3 separate regions of the Gossypium hirsutum genome follow, and all the other regions are linked to region 1. The links are chromatin contacts, called in public Hi-C maps. All regions are on one chromosome and are shown on one strand. The core of a region is the stretch at or near the end of the contact, and the rest is flanking DNA. Distances in the headings are between cores, read along the strand shown. Region 1 holds the start of LOC107962388. Region 2 holds the start of LOC107946967 (phosphatidylinositol 4-kinase gamma 2). Region 3 holds the start of LOC107893959 (dynamin-related protein 5A).

Region 1 (3,227 bases), core at 322-2,821:
TGTAGGAAGATCATTAACCAGAAGAGTAACAGTAACGCAAGAACAAAGAGCTGGATGCAGGATAAACTTGATACAAAGATAGCAAAATTGGAAAATGCATACGGTTCGAATGTACAAATAGCCAGAAAGTCGAGCCGATCGCAAAATCCCCTCGATATGTTCCAACCTGCAATGACACAGAAACATCATCACATGCAGAAGTATTGTATCCAAATCTGAATATTGCGTAGGAATGTTATTTGCTAGACCTCAAGAACAAAAGGTTCATATATAGCTGACCAAAATATACATAATGGTTCAAAGGACAAGATTCAGCTCTCCTTTACCGAGCTTTCATGTGAGCTTCTCTCTCTTCTATATCAGCGAGTTCCGATCTAAGTGATTCCAACTCTGCAGCCGTCAACTGAACCTGAAAATGGAGGTGACTAAGGGATGCATGATAATCAATGACAACCAAATGGGAAATTCAAAGAGGCTGTTGAATGAACCTTTTGCTGACCATTAGCACCAGTCCAAGGCAGCCCCCGCAAACTGAACAGATTCAACATGAATGCACCACTTCTCAATCTTTGCCGAGACTATAAACTGCTACGGGACCTATCCTAAAGCGGAACCCTTCAATATTGAGATAACATGTATATCACAAGAATAATCAATCACTCATGCTTCCTAGATTTAGAATTAAAATCTCATAAATCTACTGTGTCATATAATTCGTATCTAGCCCACTTACAGGGACAAGGTTTTCATGAACCGGGAACAATTAAACCATTGAATTTTCAAATTTTTTTACATCAAAGTGAATCAATTAACCCCTAATTAACAGCTCAAACTATTACAAAAAGAGAACAAATTATGCCCCATAATCGAAAGCTAAAACAACAAACTAAAAGCAAAGCAAGAAAAATAATAAAACCAAACTCCCATTAACCAAAGTAAATAAGGTAAAAAAAAAAAAAGGTTCTGCAGAGCTTACAGAAGTTGATCTCTTTTTGTATAGGCAGCAGGAGCAGAAAAAGAAAGAATAAGTTTGAAAGAAACAGATAATGATTTGGTTATAGAAAAAGAATTTCTAACAAAAGATGAAGAGATAATTTTTCTCTTATCACTGTTGTGTTAACGGGAAGTGTTTTGACTTTCCTCAAACTTGTACGTAACCATGACCGGTGGGTAGAGTCGTTCCTGTATGATCGTATTGTTTAATGTTAAAAGACCATTATACACCCATCTTCTCTTACTTTTTTCCCTTCGGCTCATGGAGTGAAAGAAAAGGCTTGATAATCTGCATTACCAACGCTGCCCCTGTTGATCCTTTGATCAATGCTAGATGCTTGATTGAGTCAAACAATTCCTTGAGCCCAATCTCTGATCCATCATTTATCTCTTCGCATCCACTGCCTAATACAATTGCTACCATACCGACAATTTTGATTTATGCGTATGCTGTTTACTCTAAGTGATAAATAGGTAAATAGAAATTCTAAAGGGAAAGTAAGTCCGAGTAGTTCCTTACTTTCGCCTTAGTGCCTTGGTGATCTAATCAAGAGATTACCCAAAATTGATTTCAGGTAACAACCTCCACGTGAATATCTTGATAGTCAAGGACAAAGCTAATAATTGTAGTACATAACTAGAGGCGCTGAGGAATATACATCAGTGGCAATTGTGCTTTCTAAGAACTTATCCTAAAGCTGGAGATGGATTTGAGTAATTGATTCTAAATTCAAGTTAAATTGACATAAATTACTAATTTATGAATTGAGGTTGAATAAGTGAGGTTAATTTGTAATCGTTCCTTTTACTTGCATTCATTTCGTACACTCTTTATATTTATTTTCTTTATTAATTGTTAACCTATATTAGTTAGTGACTCAAGTCAATTGGTTGAAGCCACTTGAACATTTTTTTATGGGTTTTGAAATTACCTCGGTTTGCACTTGTTTCGAGTTATTGTATAACATGTTTGCAACTGATCTAAACTTCTTCCAATCTTGCATACATGTTGCCATCTAGGTAATTGTTCCATAAACTCTTGTATCATTTGATTAGATGTTCCTTGTATTTCTCCATTTTTGATCATTCATCAAATTGTAACAATGGGATCTTATATATTTGGACTCAAAGAGATTTTTTATTCTTCTTTTTACCTACCTTAAAAGATGAAGTAGCAACCATGTATTTAGATTTAACAAAAACTGAAGGAGATATAAGTTTCTTAACAGTGTAATCAAGTCCATTATGGCCAGGTTTGAATATTTCAACAATTGAAATCTCATCATTTTGGCTTTCATATTTTATGAGAATGGCTTTGGCATCATTTGACTCTTGTTGTAACGCCTATTGCCCGAACTGATCGCCAGGTCTGAGCTATAAAATGTTATACTAGTTACCGAAGCAACTACAAACAATTTATAATTCAATTCACGCCATTAACATTCAATTATAGGCAATTTGAGTATATAAAATAATATACATACGTTTCTAGGTCTTATATGAGCTTTCGAAAGTTATAATGCTAACTCGAGATCAAATTAGGACAAAACTGTAACATTTTCAGAACTTCAAGTTGATGTCGCGATGTCAGGGGTTCCTTGTTGCAATGCAACATACTGACTAGGTCTCGTCCCAGCGACAAATACTCGACGTTGCATCATAGCATGGTAACTTGATCTCGTCGCGACGTGACAAACTATTTCTGCAATTTCTAATGAAACTGCAACTTGCGATTTCCAATTTAACTACTTTACACATTCATACTATAATTTCAAACAAAACATACAATCTTTATAAATCAAATATGAACAAACAACTTGATCAATAATGTACCAAAGTCACTGTAACACCCCTAATCCGTCTCCGTTGTCGAATTAGGGTTACAGAACATTACTGAAAATCGAAAACATTTAAACATCATAACATCCAATAATTTAAATGTATCACATGTAACACCCCCTAAGCCTTATCTATCCCCCGAATAGGATTACGGGGCATTACCAGTCAATTCAGTTCGATCACTTTAAATCACATTCAAACCTACTTAAAACATGTCAAATTAGACATTTTACGTGCTTATATGATGAATCTTTTTAAGTATTTCACATACATTATCAAATAGTTCAAATTCTTACCAAATAAGCCAGTTCCTACCATATACTATTACTAAATCTAAATTTACTTATTTCATCCTTACATTGACAATCCAAAATGACACATATGGACATTTTAGG
Region 2 (3,227 bases), core at 368-2,867, 220 kb before region 1:
CAACAAACCAACTGAGGTTATGCAGTTATTATAGGAACCCACGACATACTAAGCCAACATGTCCACACTTGGGGAAAACATTAAGGACAAGACCTAACTACCACATTTATTCATTTTTTTAATAGGCGTACAAAAAAAAACAATTTGTTCATTTTTTTCATTGCTTCTCATTTTTTGGTAAATTATAAATATTGATATATTATTGATGTAAAATATAGTAGAATACAATATAAACAAATTTTTCATAGATTGTAAATAAATAAGTATACACCATTGATATAAAAATTACAATAGAATACAATACCCCAAATTTTTATTTTTTCCTTAGATTATAAATAAGTATATTGTTGATGTAAAATACAATAGATCAACTTTTTTGTATAATTGGAATAAGTACATTATAGATGGAAAAAATGTAATACAATATAAATTAAATGTCAACAAAGTAAATGATAATTTACATGACAAAAATATGCAGTAGGTGTCAGTTGCGAGGAGGATTTCTTCGTAGTTGGGGTTTTGGCTCCTCATCTTCATATTCTTCTCATTCCTCCATGCTTGAGAATTGAGAGAATTAGGAGGATGGGATTTGAATGCAAAAGGATGAAAATGACTTAGGTTTATATAGCAAATAAACTAGTTGTCTTTAGCCATTGGAAAAAAAACCGTGGGGAAAAGTTACCATTGACCAAAAATCACTCTAATAAGGAGTATTCAACAAATTCTAACATTTGAAAAAAAATGTTCTTTGAGATATATCCATAAAGAGACTAAACGGATAGTAGACGCTTTAGAAAAAAAGGCTCTATCAAGTAATGAAGCTTTGCATATGTTCGAACAACCTCGTGGGAGTTTAAAGAGATCTAGAAAGAAGAAAGCACTTTTGATAACTCATTTATGAATATTTCTATGTAATCCTTTGTTTTATTTTAAAAAAAAAAGACGTATTTTCTATTTTTCTCTCTTCAAAATTAGTTTATTTTCCTAAATATCCAAAAAAATTAACCCAAAATCCATTTTTTTTCTAAAAGTGACATATACTTCATATTTACCCCTTCTAAAAATCATCCATACTTCATACCAAGTTACTTAATTTCATGAGTTGTCAATTTTTTTTCATTTAAATCAATTAAATAAATGATTTTGCTAATACTAGCAATATTTTTAGTGTTATCACATCTGGAAAAAGAAAAAGGAAAACTTTACATTACTTGTAGATAAGACCATACTTAAAAAATGGATAGCTTAAGCATCTATTCTTTTATCTCCGTAGAGAACAAAATCTCATTTCGAGTAATGATTGTTAATATTTTCTTTGTTGAAATTTCTAAATATGACCTTGTGGAAATTAATTTTCACAATCTACATATTAATTATACAAAATACCTTTTTAAGAAAAAAACAAATTTCCATTATTGGTTATTTATGTGAAATTTACTCATTAATTACACACGTAGACCCATTTTTCCAAGTAATAACGTGAATTGTGGATGGCATATTAGTAAACTGAACAGCTCGTCTTCTTACCTGAAACGTCCGTTACTGATAGTCTAACGGGCAAGGGTGGTTTTAATAATTTTAAAACACGGCTCCGTTATACACGGTTGGGTCAAAGCCTTATATAAAGGCAACGGCTACATTACCGTTCTTCCCCCAGTCTCTTATCGTCGACTGTTTCCGTTTTAGCACTGGAGTGGAGAAAACCGGCAAGAAGACCGCGTAAAATTAGAAACGGAAAAAGCACAAATATCGGAAAAAAATGAGATTGACGAATAGTGTAAATTAATCGGGTAGTTTGGATCACCCACCTCTACAGTTTATTGTTGTTTCCATTGTTCAATTTAAAAAGCTCCCATTTTTGAACCTTTGCTTTCGATTCTTTTCCATTGGTAAAGAATCCGCTTTCTCTCCTGAGCTAAAAACATTAGGATTTCAGCCATTGCAGCAGCTATGTCCCCGTCTCCAGACTACTATTGCAGAGCCAGAGTTTGAAAGAAAAAAAATTAGCTTACATCCATCCATTTGTTTCTTTTTTCCAATTTCTTTCTTTCTTCTGCTTGTTTTGATTTTGGCAAAGGGAAATTAAAATAAAAGTCTGAAATAACATTTGCAGAAATGTCCGTTGCGGATGTTGCTTTGAGTCGGGTGAGTCAAGAACCGGTTCACTCTACTGCTGGTTACTGCAATAACCAAGCGGGTGACTCGATCTTGATTTACCTTTCGATTGCTGGTTCGATGATTCCGATGCGGGTTTTGGAGTCAGACCCAATAGCCTCCGTGAAGCTTCGGATCCAGACTTGTAAAGGGTTTGTGGCGAAGAAACAGAAGCTTGTGTTCGGAGGCAGAGAATTGGCTCGTAACGATTCACTCGTCAAAGACTACGGCATAAAGGGTGGGAATGTTTTGCATTTAGTCTTGAAACTTTCCGATCTCTTGCTCATCACTGTACGGTCAACTTGCGGTAAAGAATTTGAGCTGCATGTTGATAGGAACAGAAATGTTGGGTATCTGAAACAGAGGATAGCCAGAAAAGGGAAGGGTTTTGAGGATGTCGATGAACAAGAAATATTTTGTAACGGAGAAAAAGTCGATGACCAAAGGTTAGTCGATGATCTGTGCAAAGATAATGATGCTGTGATTCATTTGGTGGTTCAGAAATCAGCCAAAGTTCGAGCTAAGCCCGTTGAGAAAGATTTGGAACTTTCGGTTATCGCTGAGAGCGATTTGGATGAGAGAAAAGGAGGGATTGTAGGAGGAGGAGAAGACAACCCCGAGGGGCTTCATATTGTGACAAATGAACCATTTTTAAGTGATATTTGGTTGAAGCCTGTTATCGTTAACCCTAAGGCTCAATTGCCTTTTTTTGCGTGGGATATGATCAATTCCACATTTGAAGGATTGCAGGCAGGAAACCACCCGATTAGATCATCTGAAGGGACTGGAGGTACTTATTTCATGCAAAATAAGACCGGGTTTGAATATGTTTCCATATTTAAGCCTATTGATGAGGAGCCAATGGCTGTAAACAATCCGCAGGGGTTACCTGCATCAATAAATGGTGAAGGGTTGAAAAAGGGCACCAGGGTTGGAGAAGGAGCTGTGAGAGAAGTGGCTGCTTATGTATTGGATCATCCCAAGAGTGGACCTCGGTCTTTGTCTGGTGAGATGTTGGGGTTTGCTGGTGTACCTCCCACCTGCATGGTACAGTGCTTGCATGAAGGATTCAA
Region 3 (3,227 bases), core at 408-2,907, 140 kb before region 1:
ACAACAAAAACTATCCACAATACAGTTTTCCTAGACCTTGATAGCCATCACATTAGAGAATTTTACTGAAAAAAAAAAGAAACAGCCATGCCGCATTTTACCTTCTCAATGTAGGAGCGAACCATATTCTCGATATCTTGTACAATGCTTTCAGGTTGACCCTCTGCATTTAGCAAGATAATCCATCAATATCCCATAATTTAATAATTCTTTTTGCAAATCTTATTAACAGAAGAGAATGAAATTGGGGTATATAAAGTGCAAAAATGCTATGGTTTTTTTTTTTTTTATTACATGGGAAATAAAAAGAATTAAAATTTGAATATTATACTTATTTTAGGTCCCGTGGAAATATGGTAGTCTAAATTAGAGAAAGCATTATAAGGATTGCAATTTTCTTTGAATTTTCACTAGGCGTTTCCGTTAACTTACCAACAGCTACCTTCGTCAGACCAGGAAGGTCAACCAGAGTCAAATTGACAACTGCATAAAATTACATAAAAAAAATAAGTAGAGAAAATATCTTATATACTGGAGATTTGGTAGAACTATAACATATAATAAGATGACTTTTTACAATTAAATAAAGTGGAAGAAAACAGAAATAATTTTTACAAACAGGTCATACCGTTGGGAGAAAATATACTAAGATGAATTGGAACACTAGATATTTGTTTAGTTCGCCCAGTTTCTCTATCCGTCTCATCTTGAATCTCCTTCCTAACAGCAGCTATAACGTAGATAATAAAAAGTTAAACCCTAAGATTTATATAATTCCTTTTGCTTAAATAAAGAACGATAAGAAGATATTTACCAAAATCGGTAAATCTTTTTCTAGGAAGGTGAAGAAACTCAGCATATTCTCTGGTTCCTTCATCACTCTTATGAAGCTGTAACACCAGAGGTCTACGAGTAACAATACCTGCATTAATTTTTAATCAAAAAAGCAGAATGAAAGAAAAAAGAATCAGTTCTTGAGTTGCTTAACGATGAAGGATAGATTGAGAGCGATAACTTATTGTTTTTACCGGATCCACGAGGTAAAAAATCCTTGCCGACAACGCTTTCCAACACCGAAGATTTCCCTGAACTCTGTTAATATTGAAATCTCAGACCAGCAGATCATAAAAGAAAAAAGAAAACAAAGGTTGACTAGAAATAGAAAAAGGAAAAGATAGATCGAGCGTCGACCTGACCACCAACGACGGCGATCGCCGGTAAGGAATCCCAAAGAGTAGGCAAGGCGCTTGCCTCTCCATGATCACCAAGAGCAGTGCAAGCTCTTTGAATCTTGTTCACCAGAGAAATCAAATTATCCATTTTTTTCTTTTTCTTTTTTAAGATGGGTGCCGGCGACGATAACAAGCGTCGGATTCAAATAAGCTAGATCTGAGCTGAAAAGGTAAAGAAACGGCACCTGTCAGATCTGAGTGAGAAATGAGAACTAAATGAAGTTCCGTCCGGAGAAAGCAGTTTTTTGAAGTTTTGAAATGGAGGAAGAATAAAGAGACTTCGGCTTTAAAAGTGAAGCGCGTTTTATTTATTATTTATTTATTTATTTTAAATATTATTTTTACCACCGATTTATTTTGTGTTTGAATTTAGTATGCATTTTTGAAGTGAAACGGCGTGTCTAGCTACGACAATGGAGTAAACAATGCCTGGAAAAACTCCGGGCCGGAAAGTGATAAATAAGGCCATTGGCTTAGGTAAAAATATATTCGACTCGACAGAGCTTACTTGGTAAAATTAATTCCAATTTTTCTAATTAAAATTATGAAATCGGATAAATAAATTGAAATTGATTTATTGTTGAATTTTTGGATTAATAATTTTAAAGAAAAAATAAGAAGATGAATTATTTGAATTCTTAAAATTAACGAGAGAATGTAATTTTCAAATAAAAAAATCACTATATTTAATTTTTAAACCATAATCTTTTTATAATATAATTATATAAAAAAAAGGAAAAAAGATTTTCTGCATGTTAAAGTTTTATTTTATTTTTTGTTGAGATATTCAATTCCATTATCTTTTTCCTATCTAAATAAAAGAAAGCCGCTAATCAAACAAGGGAAACTCTTAGATTTCTTTTTCTTTCTTCCTATAACTTCAATCCATACATAAGTAAAATATCATAAATGAATTTATTAATTAAAAAAAAAAGGAAGTAGATTAAATTAACATTTTCTCATAAAGATTTAAATTTCAAAAAGCTAATAATTGAAATCCTAAGATTTGGGTTTTATAGTTCACATTTTTGTTTGTATGTGTAGAGTGGAAGGCATTTCAAAATTAAATTTAAAAGACTACACAATAACAGATGGCATGGCATGGCAACCTTTTTCTTTTCTTTATTGGATTTAATTAAATTGGCGATATAAAGCCGTTGGACTTGGAGACTAGTCCAATATTCCGTTTGTAGTGGGCCTGTATCTTTATACTTTTATAATTATTCAATGACGCTTTAATTTAAGGGGTTTTATTTTTATTAGCCTTACAGAAACAACTTTTGTGTGTTTTTTTCCTTTGATTGGAGGTTCACCATTTAATAAACTTAAAATTCAAATTTTTGTAATATTAACAATCATAAAGGATGTAATAAAAAAATGAACAATGATGGTATTTTTCATTACAAGTATCTATGTGTAGTTCGTGTTCATGTGATAATTTACTCCTACTGGTAACAGCCACAAACGATTGCTAGTAATGAGGAGCAGTATAATACAAGCTTCTGAGCAGTTGAAGCATCCCTATACTAAGTATGTTCCTCTTTCTCTATAATTCGTAACATCTTTAATCGTATTAATTAATCACCTAAAATCCTGTCAATAATAAAAAATAAAAATCCTATGATCATAAAATGTCTTTATAGATTGGTGGTTTCACAGTGTCTTCACTTCATCACTCCGTTTGACTCAGGAGATCCATATCCATATGGATTCTTGCTGGCCCAGTTCCACTGATCCCTGCACATTTCTTCAATGCCGTACCTTGCCCTGCAATCAATCACAACCCAATTCATCTAAGATTCCTCTCCTCAACAATAAAATGAACTTTATAAACTATTGCCTTACCTCCAATTCAATTCACGCTCCGCTTTTTTGGTTGAAGCATACACAATTTCGGCATCACCGGCTCGACGTCCCGCCATTACAAGAGGAATTTTCTGATAAAAGGTCAAACCTTTGCTATGTTAATAAAATTGTCCTAGATACTCTCCCGGA

What was found. A called contact is a pair of places that touch in the nucleus more often than the background predicts.
Region 2: a contact with region 1 is called in a Hi-C map of leaf, with 1.8 times the contacts expected there. The contact joins the promoter of LOC107946967 here to the promoter of LOC107962388 in region 1. A contact is called at or near these places in 9 of 34 Hi-C or Micro-C datasets (anther, callus, hypocotyl and 2 more).
Region 3: a contact with region 1 is called in a Hi-C map of leaf, with 4 times the contacts expected there. The contact joins the promoter of LOC107893959 here to the promoter of LOC107962388 in region 1. A contact is called at or near these places in 17 of 34 Hi-C or Micro-C datasets (anther, hypocotyl, leaf and 2 more).

What each region holds. Positions count from the first base shown.
Region 1 is chrA08:80,129,485-80,132,711 of Gossypium_hirsutum_v2.1, forward strand. It overlaps LOC107962388, which reads right to left and starts at 1,572. Exons shown (of 6, transcript XM_041074486.1): 1 at 489-1,572; 2 at 327-409; 3 at 103-166. The coding sequence starts at 548.
Region 2 is chrA08:79,909,302-79,912,528 of Gossypium_hirsutum_v2.1, forward strand. LOC107946967 (phosphatidylinositol 4-kinase gamma 2) reads left to right here and starts at 1,618. Exons shown (of 3, transcript XM_016881485.2): 1 at 1,618-1,790; 2 at 2,114-3,227. The coding sequence starts at 2,116.
Region 3 is chrA08:79,993,797-79,997,023 of Gossypium_hirsutum_v2.1, forward strand. It overlaps LOC107893959 (dynamin-related protein 5A), which reads right to left and starts at 1,658. Exons shown (of 16, transcript XM_016819120.2): 1 at 1,192-1,658; 2 at 1,029-1,092; 3 at 815-922; 4 at 629-730; 5 at 433-483; 6 at 102-163. The coding sequence starts at 1,320. LOC107893957 (UDP-glucose 4-epimerase GEPI48) reads right to left here. Exons shown (of 9, transcript XM_016819119.2): 8 at 3,078-3,169; 9 at 2,611-2,999. The coding sequence ends at 2,897.